Linked DNA regions of Lactuca sativa: region 1 is linked to region 2. A link is a contact called in public Hi-C data. All regions are on one chromosome and are shown on one strand. The core of a region is the stretch at or near the end of the contact, and the rest is flanking DNA. Distances in the headings are between cores, read along the strand shown.

Region 1 (5,957 bases), core at 520-3,019, 150 kb before region 2:
TAAAGAACAATTACCTCTGTTGCTGCAACTGTAATAATGCATTCATCGCGTCTGGTATCATCAACATCAACACGAGCACCACTAGCTTCTCTGACACTTCTAATGGCAGCACCACCCCTTCCAATAACACGACCAATCTTGTTAAATGGGCACAGCACCCTTACGAGTAACTCCCCTGATGCAGATGCACCACCATACCCAGAAACCACAGGGAGGGCAGAAGAGTAAATTGGCCATGTGTTCCCTGAATCCGCATACCCTTGAAGTTCTGGTACATGTGAACCACCTAGAACAGATGGAAGAGGTCTGGAAGGCACATATGGATCTACACCTGGGTATAGACCAGAAGCAGGATAGATGGGTACATCAGAAGGTATTATGATGTTTGGAGGAGCTTCATGAACAGATGTGTCAAGAGGAATCTCTTCCTTTGGAGTAAACTTGTACATAATTGAGGAGACTGCAAACAGTGCTTTCTTCACTGCCTCTGGTTCACCAGTTATCTATATTCAAGTAAGTAATGAAAATAGAGTATCAGCAATGTGTGAAACTTCAGATGAAGAGAGAATTTCAGAGAATAAAGGCTAACCACAACAAAGTTGTCAAAGTCCATGGCACACGAATGATTAGGATCACTAATATCTTTTGGAGTAACTTTAATGTTTGCCCTTGTCCTGCTTCTTAATTTCTTTATAGTTGCCCCAGCCTTTCCAATAATATTTGCAGACTGGCTAGCTGGAACTAGAAGTTGGCATTCTTCCTTATCTTTCCATTTTTTATCAGAATCACCAGCTGTTTCTGCTACATTTGCAATTGCATTATGCACCTTAATAAGTGCATCCTGGGCAGGGCATAAAGGGTCACGATCACCAAGTTCTTCATCAGGCTCGATTTCCTCTTTCTCCTTAATATAACAATATATTGTTATGACTCTGTTTTTGGTGCCAGGAAATGGATCTACTACCTTAACCTTTGCTCTTGTATCTTGTCTTATTGAATTTATGACCTTCCCACTCTTTCCAATCACACTGCCAATGAATCTGCCTGGACATAGTATTCTGTAAGCAACCAATTCATCATTACCCCTGTTGTTGTTATTACTTCTATCATCTCTTTCGTTTCCTCTTCTTCTCTGGTTCTTATGATCGCCATTGCCACCGTCTTTCTCCCTCCCCCTATCCCTGTCCCTTTCTCTCTCCCTCTTGTTGCGCTGCCGCTTTCCACTTTCACCCATACTTCACAATACGACTCCTCCTGCACGCATCAACGAACGCCAATAAATAAAGAATTAAGCAATAGAAACTTTAATTGTCCGTATTTAGTGGAGATCATTCAATCAATTAAATTGGAACTGCCGATAAGTTGTAGCAACTCAAAATCACAGGGGAATTAAGAGATTGTGGTAAATACAATCAATCAAAATTATAAATACGAAGTTCAAATTTTCCCAAAAAAGAACTATTTAGGGGCGATGAATAGAAGAGATTGAATGAAACATGACAAAAATATCAAAAAACCATAATAGCAACGAATTAATAGCATGAGAACCAAAACTACTGTATGGATGCATTAATTACATAATAGGTAAGAACAAAAACGAAGGGAATCGGACCTGATTGAGATGAACGGCAAGAAGGACCCCAAAAAAAACCCTAGAGTACGTTACGAAGATGTGCGTATCGAAGCTAATAAAGATGAGCCTTTATAAAACACATCCCACATACTACAAATATTTCCCCATGGACTTTTTATACTAACAAGTTCGGTCCATGAATCCGTTACAAAAATTATTATTTTAAATCCTTTAACTTATACAACTTCATAAATTGATTTTCATATGTGAAGGGTAAACCCGTAAAAAGTACGGATCCGTTTGTGGTTCAACAAATTTATCGTATTTTAGTTCATGCTGTTTCATATGTTTGCAAAATTAGATGCTAATTAGAAGCTAGTAGTTGGTAGTAGAAATCTAAAATTGTAACTTTTATTTTATTTATATGTAAATATTTGATAAAAGTAATTGTAAACTTTTAAAAGGAAAGAATAACATAAAATATAAAATATAAAAACTTTTAAAAGTTATTTGAAGTAGTATTAGGATTAAGAGTTATTTGTTTAATATAAAAACATTAAGTCTGAACATAAATTTTTATAAAATTGGGGTTTTTTTTTTTGTCAAAATCAGAAAGTTAAGAGCTCTTAAAAACTTTTAAAAGCTCGTCGCCGAAGATACACATAAAACATAAAAACGAAAAGTTAAAAGTTTATAAAAACTCTCAAAAACCACTTAAAAACATTTTTGGATTATAATTTTTTTGTTTACAATAAAAGTTTATAACCACAAATAAAATTTTTTCTTGAATTCGAGTTTTTTTTATTTCTTAAAAGTTTCAAAATGCTTATGTTTGTTGTCCAACTGTAGCACCTGGTTCCTGGTAAGTAAATCTTATTTGAGTATTTCCCTTCTTTTAGCCTTGGACTCGGCGAGTCATAGGTCCGACTCGCCGAGTGGATGCGGGACCCGGGACAAGTTTAAGTTGGCGACTCGGCGAGTCCATATCCTGGACTCGGCGAGTCACAGCTGTTGGATGAAACCCTAAGTTTCAGGGGTTTGCACCCTATTTAAACGACTTAACTGCCCCAAGCCAGCCCCCCATTCACCCTCAGAGCCCTGTATCTCTCTCTAGCCTTGCTTTCTTGTGAGTTTGAAGTGTTTTGTGGTGTATTGAAGTTTCTTTGAAGGATAAGAAGAGGGAATCAAGAAGAGGAGAAGGAGGCCAAGCATCCCTGTGTCATTCCAACGTTTCCCCTAAGGTATAGCTCGTTTCCCCTCTGTTTTTAAGCTTATAGCTCCATAAAAGTCCTTTTTGAGCCATTTCTAAGATTGTGTATGCTTGAGGGTTTGTAATAAGTCGATTGGCCTCTAGATCTAGGCAAGATTGAGCTCCAGGAGCTCAGATTTGTTAGCTTTATGGCCCCATGTTGCTTGTTCACCCTAGATCTACCCTTTTGAGGCATTTTGAGCCCTAAAATCCATATTGGTGAATATCCACACGTAAAGTTGGAAACTTTACGTGTGATTCGTGTCCTAGAAGTCCAGATCTGTGAATGGCATGGACTGGAATCGAGCAAATCTGTGTATTTAGTGGGTGCATGGCAACGACTCGACGAGTCGTTCATGTGACTCGGCGAATCTGTTCGTGAGTCTCCGAGTTTGTCCCCTTTTCGTAGTGTCGAGTGAGCAGTGAGTCACGGGGTGTGGCTCAGTGAGTCACGGGGTGTGACTCAGTGAGTCGGAAGCTGAACTCATCTATGGAGGTACTCGGCGAGTCAATGCCTTGACTCGGCGAGTTCAAGGCAATCTCCTTAGATCAAGAACAGACTCGGCGAGTTGTTCATACAACTCGGCGAGTCTTAGCATAAGTGTTCATCGGATGAAAATGAACTCGACGAGTTGTTCATACAACTCGGCGAGTAGGATGAAGGACTTGAATATCAGTCTAGAAGGAGAACTCGTCGAGTCGTCGCCTAACTCGACGAGTAGGAACGGGATCCAGGACAATCGTTTGGGTGGTGACTCGGCGAGTTGGAAAGCCAACTCGGCGAGTCGGGTCAACTGAAAGTGGACTCTGACTTTGACTTAGGGCATGGTCAGGGGTAAAATGGTCATTTTACCCAAAGGTCAATGAGCAGTGTTTGATTGAGTATGTTGTGGGAATTGCAGCCGGAGGATTTTCGGAGCAGTAGGCAGTCAGTTTCCGATCAGACCAGCAGCTACTTCGAGGTGAGTTACCTTCCAGTAGCGGTGGGTCTACGGCCACAATGCCGGCCCACCAGTAGGAGTTGTATGTTAGATGATTGTCTTTGTGATATCATCTAGGTTTGCTACTACCTGATATGTTATATGCTGGCATGATATGTATATGTGATAGTTGTAGAGTTCGGTTGTTAGGACCGAAGGGTAGGTCAGACACCCCAGATATGTCTGACAGTACGTGATGATATGTTTGCATGCTGGCTTGTTATGTTATATGAGATAAAGGTAGTAAGAGGGGACTAGTCCCCGAGGATCGGTTGTTAGGACCGATGGGTAGTCAGCACCCCAGAATGGCTTGACATGGGTAGTCAGCACCCCGGAATGGCTTGACACGGGTAGTCAGCACCCCAGAATGGCTTGACACGGGTAGGACAGCACCCCAGAACGGCCGTACCGGGTAGTTAGGCACCCCAGAATAGCCTGGCAGTATGTATGTTATGTGTTTGTATGGTATGTGGTACGATGGGGGAACTCACTAAGCTTTGTGCTTACGGTTTTCAGTTTTGGTTTCAGGTACCTCCTCAGCTAGGGGAAAGGAGTCGGCGCGGTAGCAGCATGTCACACACACACTCTCCGGTTTCCGCATTTACGAGCTTCACTAGGAGTTGTACTCTGATATTTTGATTGGTTGTATGAATTGGCTTTTAGACATGGTTCACTTTGTGTTATGGTCTGATCAAACAATGTTTTTAGTTATTAATATTTTCTAAAGTAATGTTTTAAAACAAAATTTTTGGTCGTGAAAATTGGGTCGTTACACCAACATACTAATAGTTGCTACAAGACAAGAACAAGAGGTTTTGATATGTTTTAGGATAAAAATGAACAAAAAATCATACAAGAAAAGATAAAAGTGATTATGATTCTCAACATTGAATATAATTAAAATGAAAGAGCATTCGAAGAAACATATGGGTTGTGTTTGGCAGAACTTGCTACTAGCTATAAGCCGAAAATTGTAGCTTTTATTTGTGTAAAGATGTTCAACAAAAATAGCTTATTAGTTTTAAAATGTTTACAATTATCTATATAATAATCAAAAGCTAAAAGCTCCATAAAAATATTTGAGTAATTTTTAGATTATCAATTTTTTGCTTAAAATAAAATATAAAACTTCTACTTCCAAATGAAACTTTTTTTTTCAAGGTTTTTTTTAAAAGCTACCAAAAACTTTTAAATGTTCAATATCAAACACTATTGTAATATAAAGAGTTAGACAAAAGAAAGGTTATAAGTAGGTTGCATTTTAAGGATGTATAAGAAAATTGAATATTGTAAATAAATATAATTTTTTTAAATATATTTGACTTTACAATTGATTATTGAATTATTTAATAGCACAATTATATAGATGGTTTCTACAATTTACAAAAAGTCAAAACTTTGGTCATGTTTAACATTTCGTTACATGAGGCAAAACCCTCTACCTACTCATGGATTCTATTATCATCACAACACGCCCTAAAACCATCCCCTCCATTGACTTTCTACTAGACAACATTCTTCGATCCTCTTAACCATTTATTTCCTCCCTCGTCTATTCTCATTGTTCTATATTACCCACTAAAATGTACCATTTTCATTTCAAGAAGAAGATGGTTTTTTCTTGCACCAAACATCAGGGATACTAGGTTTCAATTTTTTGGGATTGTTGGCAGATTATTGGTTTAAAAGATGATAACTAAAAGATGAGTTCAATTTTGTTGACATTCAAAAATTGTTTTTCATGGAACTAATGGGTTAGTTTTCTTAATATTAGGTTTCAATTTTAAGGATTGTTTCAGTTTTCACCATAGTAGAACATATGCATTTTCAAGTATTTTTAAGCTTGATAATCATTTTCTTTTGGGTTTTGATTTTTTAGCGCTTAGATTTTCTCAAATCAATTTGTGCATTTTAATGTTTTGAACTTCTAAGGGATTTTAGGTATTACAGATGATCTTCAGCATCCGATGTAGGGTGTGGTGTGGTGGGGTGAGGATGGGTTTGTTAGGGTCTTTCTAGTTAAATTTTGAAGACATATAATTAAAAGTCGATATAAAGCAATCAAGGTATAAAATAGTAATATTAGATTAAATATAAAATAAAAGGGAATGACAAACTTTTTGTTGTAGCTTATCATTCCCTTAATTTTCTTTCT
Region 2 (6,339 bases), core at 3,619-6,118:
GGATGAGGTGATGGATATTGGAATTGGAGGAGAAAGGCGGTGATTCACATCAATGACCAACTTGCCAACTTCCAAAAATGATGTGGCTAAATTCTAAAGTGACAAAAACGGAAGAAATAAAAAGTAAACAAAAGACAAAGTTGTGTGGCAGAATTCGAAAAGCCAAAACTTCATTGTACATAAGCGTCCTCTTGGTTTATTATATATATAATGGATTAAAAATAATTTAAAATTAATATTACTCATATCAGTTTAGTTAATTTAGTGTAAAAGACAATATTAAATGGTTGTAAATGGTCTTATACAACATAAGTATTGAAAGTAAATATGTAAAATATTCCATATTGTTATTTTGTAACATAAGTATCGAAAAATATGGAAAATAGTTCATACTTGGGTGATATTACCCCTATTTTGTGGGATTTTAATTTTATGTCATGTTAATTATATTACAAGGAACACATGTGGCCCTTCAAAATACCAATAGAAAATGATAACATATGCCAATCGCCAATCCTATTTACCAAAAAAAAATATTAGTACTATACAGACTCCAGAAATTGGCTACCCTACTCCTAAGAGTGCAAGAGCCGAATTCAAGAGCCTCCAACCTCTCTCCAAGATCATTATTTTGTTATTGGTGTTTGTAAGCCATTAGAGGAGTGACACTTGTAACTCTAAGCTTCAAAGACTAGAAGATTCAAGCAAACAACAAGAGGTAATCATCTAGATCTAATTTGTCTCATTAATTTCGAATTATACTCATTAGATCTAGGGTCTGAAAGTCTTGGATGAATGCATGTATAACTAGAGAAACCTATATCCAAGCATTAGGGTTTGCATGAGCACATAGGATATTCTTTTGGCTCAAACCCTTCACATACTTTGCTTACGCAAGGCATACATGTGGGGATTTCAAACCCTAAGTTTTAGGGTTTGAAACCTATTTAAACAACTTTATGGCCCCAAGACCTTCACCCTAATCAGCCTCCACCTGAAAATCGTCCCTCTATCTAACCCTAAATGAGAAGATTGCATTTTGAGCTTATTTGTGTGTTTTGGTGGTGTTCTTGAAGAATAAGAAGAAGAAGGTGGCAGGGCAGTAGCTAAGTATGGATTATGGATTTTAGCATGGAACCCAATTGCTAATTGGGTGTGTTGTTGGTATTGATAGCTTGGGAAGCCAGTAGGACAGTAGCTAAGGATTTATCTTCGGGGAGCTTCTGCATTCGAGGTGAGTTTTCCTCACTATACTTTCGGGTCAAAGGTACCAAGGTCGGCCCTTTGGTTGATAGCCTGATATTGTTGATATGTCGAATATGGAATAGATGCGCATGTTAGTTTGGTTATGCTGGTCTTGATATGTTAGTCTGGTAGATCTGTAGGACTACTTGTGATACTGTTTGTTTATTTGTATATGATATTATTTTTTATTGTTGGATTAATGTCTAAGTCCATAATTATAATTGGTAAGACTTGACCCGACTCGGCATGGTCCATTTGGTTTGCATGGCATCAGGACAATTGGATAGACAAGGTGAGGAAAAAGGATACCGGTGATTTATATTAATATATTATAAGTTATAATATATTAATATATAATCATATTATTTAATTAGTATTGATCAAAATTTAATTTATAATTATTTAAGTGATCAAAAGGAACTAATTAAATATGGACTCTTAAATATATATATATATATATATATATATATATATATATATATATATATATATATATATATATATATATATATATATATATATGTGTGTGTGTGTGTGTGTGTGTGTGTGTGATGGGCCAAGTTCATTTAGGTTGGGCTAAGCTTTCATGGATAGTCCATGAAGTGTTTAACCCATGGATAACATGAAATGAAGGGTCATGGGTTTAGCCCTAATCTCCACACTATATAAAGATGTCCTTGGTTGGTGAAATGGGCACTAGTGTATGAATACAAAAGGCTAAGGCCGATTTCACTAATGAGAACCAAAGTATCCTTATTCTCAAGGTTATTCCAAGTGTTCATGGTGTTGTGTGAACCATTTGAGGTGTCACACTTGGGGCACTAGGCACTCAAGCTTCATGAAGACAAGTTACATCATAAAGGTATGTATTCTATCTATTTTATTACCCAAGTATCAAAGATTGTATGCTAAATAGGGTAATACCTTGGAATATTCATATTTGCATGTATAATAGAGAAAACATAGATCCAAGGTATTTAGGGTTGCATGTACACTTAGGAGTGTTAGAATGCTCAAAACCCAATAATTATATGTCGACATATTATGTGAGTTGGGTTGTGTTGCTTTGTGTTGTAGCCAACAAATCCTGAAGTATGCCAGATATGAGCTGAGGGCTAGGGAGGGCATGCCAGACTCATACTATGGACTCATTAGCATTCCAGATATGAGCTGAGGTCCAGGGAGGGTATGCCAAACTCATATTGTGGACTCATTAGCATTCCAGATATGAGCTGAGGGCCAAGGAGGGCATGTCAGACTCATACTGAGGGCTTATTAGCATTCCAGATACGACCTGAGGATCAGGTGGTATGCCAGACTCTTACTGAGAGATACTCATTGGTATTCCAGTCCAAGGACTAAAGGAGCAAGTCATACATAAGTTGTGGGACCAAGTGCAAGCCATACTTATGCTATGGGCTCGAGAGCAAGCCAGATATGAGTTGTGGGCCTGATAAGCAATCTAGACTCATACTGTAGGCTCAAGGGGTAATCCAGTCTTTTAGTTGTGGACCCATTACATGTTGTTATGTATATAGGTTATCTGTTTAGGTGTTGGTATTTTGGGGGAACTCATTAAGCTTCGTGCTTACAGTTTTGGTTTATGGTTTCAAGTACTTCAGTGGATCGTGGCAAGGTGAAGGTGTGACCGTACACATCCTCACGTTTTGGACTTATGATTTTTCGGAAACTCTGATAATATGAATGTTTTGCAAACTATGTTGAAAGAGATTCTGATTTTTAAATAATGTTTTGGGAATAACAGTTTTTGTAAACACTTCTATAGAAAAATGGTTGTTTTGAAAAGTTTAAATTTTATGAAAATTTATGGATGTTACATGGACATAATAAGTCGTGGTATTAAGCTCTTAAATGATTAAGAATGAAATATGTGCGTACGTTGGGCGTACCAAATGGTACGTTGCGCGTACGCAGTTTGAGTCCCGACGTCTTGGACCACGAGTATGTCCCACATACATCCGGAGTACGCCCCACGTACGAGCCTTGAGTTGACTCGGCTGGGTTGACTCGTCTCGGTTGACTTGTTGATTTTGACCAGTTTTGACCAAGGGTATTTTGGGAAAATGTTATTAATTTAAATAAAAAATGTTTTGATATTTGGGAGTCGGGTTGAGTCGGTTGTCGGAGCAGGGATTTATTCAGATTACTTTCAGACTGTGAGGTGAGTCTCCTCACTGTACCCGTGGGTCGAAGGCACCAATGTCGGTCTACTAGATTATTTATCCTGGTTAGGATATTATTATGCTAGTTTGTAGTTGATTAGTAAATCTGTATGATTATTTGAAATTGTTGATCATGTGTTATGTTTATCTGTTACATATGTCGACATATTGTGTTGGGTTGAGGTTGTACTGCTTTGTGCGATAGCTAAAAAACCTGGGAGCAATCCAAATATGAGTTGAGGCCCTGATTGGCATGCCAAACTCATACTGTGGGTTGAGGAGCAATCCATATATGAGGTAAGGGTCCGTATGGCATGACAGACTCATACTGTGGGCTCGGGGGTAATCCAGTCTTTTTAGCTGTGGACCCAATATATGTTGTTATATGTATATGTGTGTTGGTACTTTGGGAAAACTCACTAAACTTTGGTTTACAATTTTAGTTTATGGTTTCTGGTACTTCAGAGGATCGTGGGAAGACAAAGGCGTGATCGTACACAGCTTCCTGTTTTATGCCACTGGGTCTTGGGAAAAATCTTATTTGAAATAATGTTTTTGAAACAATGACTCTCTTGTAAACAATGTTGTTTAATGGTTGATTTTGAAAATTTTAAATTTATTGTGATTTTTAGGAGTGTTATAGAATGTAAACGGTAATTGGTTTTAGCATAAGGATTTGATTACCGTATAATAAAGAAGGAATGTGATTAAAATAGTAATGGGGAATGGGTTATTTATAAAAGTTCAAAAACGTATTCACCAAAATCGTTCTAGCTTAGCGAGAAGATGCTTGGTTGTTGTGTGGGAGGCTACGGTTCGAAACCCGATTACCTCCTTTTCTTCCTTTTAAAACCTTTAATTTTTAATTAAAGGAAAACACATTGACATGGGATGCAGGGGCAGACATAAAGGATTCCCGAGGTGGCCGAAGCAACCCTAATTTTCTGGCGTAATGTAAATTTTTCGGCATGTCATTCCTAAAATCATGTGTGTTATCCCTGAGATATCAAGTTCCGCTATTGGTGGAATGTCACGTCAATCTTATGCAATATTTTGACAAAACTCATAATTTCGTACAAATTTAAAGATTTTTATTACAATATTTCTATCAGCTAATTTAAGAACCTTGGTTCTATAAACACATGACATGATGTCTTAGGTAGTTTTCATACATATTAATCATAAAGATAATAAACTATTATTTTGAAAATTTTGAATAATATGATTTTAATAACATCTGCTTTTTGTTATTTGTTATAATAATTTATTTAATATTATTTAGTTCGACATTCTAAATTAATTTTTCAAAAGTTTTAAAACGTTTCTCAAAATTTAGATACATAATCTATTAAATGGCATACCAAAAAACATATTAACATTTGTTTTTATATTGAAATTTATGAAAATATAGTATAGAAATAATAAAATAAAATAAAGAGATATTTTGTGTTGGGGAAGACATTCTCCCAATCTCCCTCCTTCCATTTTGACTTAGAACATGGCAGATGGCACCATCACCGGAGATTCCTCCATTTCCTCTCTCCTCATTCCAAAACCTAGGCAGAAAGAGAAGACGACGATTCAGAAGCTTGGTCCAAGAACACAATTCGTCTGTCCTACTCTTTCTTCATTTTTTCATCGTACGTCTATCTCTCTCTACACTTTTTCCTTGTTACGTTTTGTTCTTCTCTCCAGGAAGCATCTCGGACTGTTTACTTTATTTACCATTACCCTTTTCAGAGTTTGGAAACAATCAGATGATTATGTAGAATCACAATTTCCTTACAAATGTTAAAGAAGTGCTTTCCACCATTGTACCCTTTTGCTCTCTCGTCATAGATCTTCTCTGATCCTTCTTTTGCATTCGCAGGTTTTTGGAATGCTGCTTTTGTCAGGTAACCCTTTTGTCTAATCGTTGACGAAATATTTTTGTTTCACTCGATTTCTTTCTCCTTCGTTTCTTCCCTTGAGGTTAATTATAGATTTTGCATGTTTGTATTTTGATTTTCTCCGGGGTTAATCCTTAGATCTTGGCATTCTATTGTATTTTTGTACAGTATGGTGATCTCATGTTGGTCATGCTGACCTTTTGTTGAATTTGATTGAAGATCGAGCTTAATGAATTTGATCCTCGTTCCCGGATATCGATTTATACACTGCTTTTGCTATGTATTTCAAATTCTTAAGCTCGAGTAATATTTTTTTTCAGTTGAATTGAACTCTTACTGATGATAAAATCATTACCAAGGCTCTTGTTTCTGTTTCCTTGTTCTGTCTCTTACTTCCATGGAACTTTAACAATATAATTCTACTACTGATCAAAGCAAGGTGTGTCTTACAGTTTAATCAACAATAGTTAATTTCACAGAGGGATTCTTCTTCTACAAATGCAAAACTTTAACAAGCCAAGAACCCAGCCAAGGCCTAACAGGTCTTACGCTTTAGGAGGTAATCTCACAACTTGATGGTTGATAAAACTTTTACATCAAAGCTTACAGAATTTGAAGTTGTTTTTGGTTTTTATGGTTTCAGGTATGGATCATACAGAGCCAAACAAGAAGAAAGGATTTGTAAGAAAGATTATTTTTGCTTCATTCCTTATAGCATTATGTATCTTCATGCTCAAACAATCCCCATCTTTCAGGAGCCCTAGCCCAGTAAGTAAATAGACCCTTTTCATTCATTTGTTTATTTATTTGTTTTTTGTCCATTTCTGCTTATTTTTCATTTTGTTTTCAAGTTCTCTAGGCATGAAACAGGAATTACTCATGTCTTAGTAACTGGAGGTGCTGGCTATATTGGCTCCCATGCTACATTACGCCTCCTAAAAGACTCTTATCGTGTAACCATAGTGGTATATATTATAATTATCTCTTCTTTTTTTTTTTTAAATAAATTTATAACATATAAT

The links. Hi-C and Micro-C count contacts between places; a contact is called where the count stands out from the background.
Region 1: a Hi-C map of leaf shows a contact between it and region 2, with 5 times the contacts expected there. The contact joins the promoter of LOC111914710 here to the promoter of LOC111914703 in region 2. A contact is called at or near these places in 2 of 4 Hi-C or Micro-C datasets (leaf and seed).

What each region holds. Positions count from the first base shown.
Region 1 is chr4:45,652,464-45,658,420 of Lsat_Salinas_v11, reverse strand. It overlaps LOC111914710 (KH domain-containing protein At4g18375), which reads right to left and starts at 1,769. Exons shown (of 7, transcript XM_023910421.3): 1 at 1,613-1,769; 2 at 590-1,254; 3 at 15-503. The coding sequence starts at 1,234.
Region 2 is chr4:45,501,235-45,507,573 of Lsat_Salinas_v11, reverse strand. LOC111914703 (probable UDP-arabinose 4-epimerase 3) reads left to right here and starts at 4,868. Exons shown (of 10, transcript XM_023910413.3): 1 at 4,868-5,068; 2 at 5,299-5,323; 3 at 5,797-5,876; 4 at 5,961-6,085; 5 at 6,169-6,282. The coding sequence starts at 4,927. It overlaps LOC111914704 (a long non-coding RNA gene), which reads right to left and starts at 100. Exons shown (of 3, transcript XR_002857896.3): 1 at 1-100.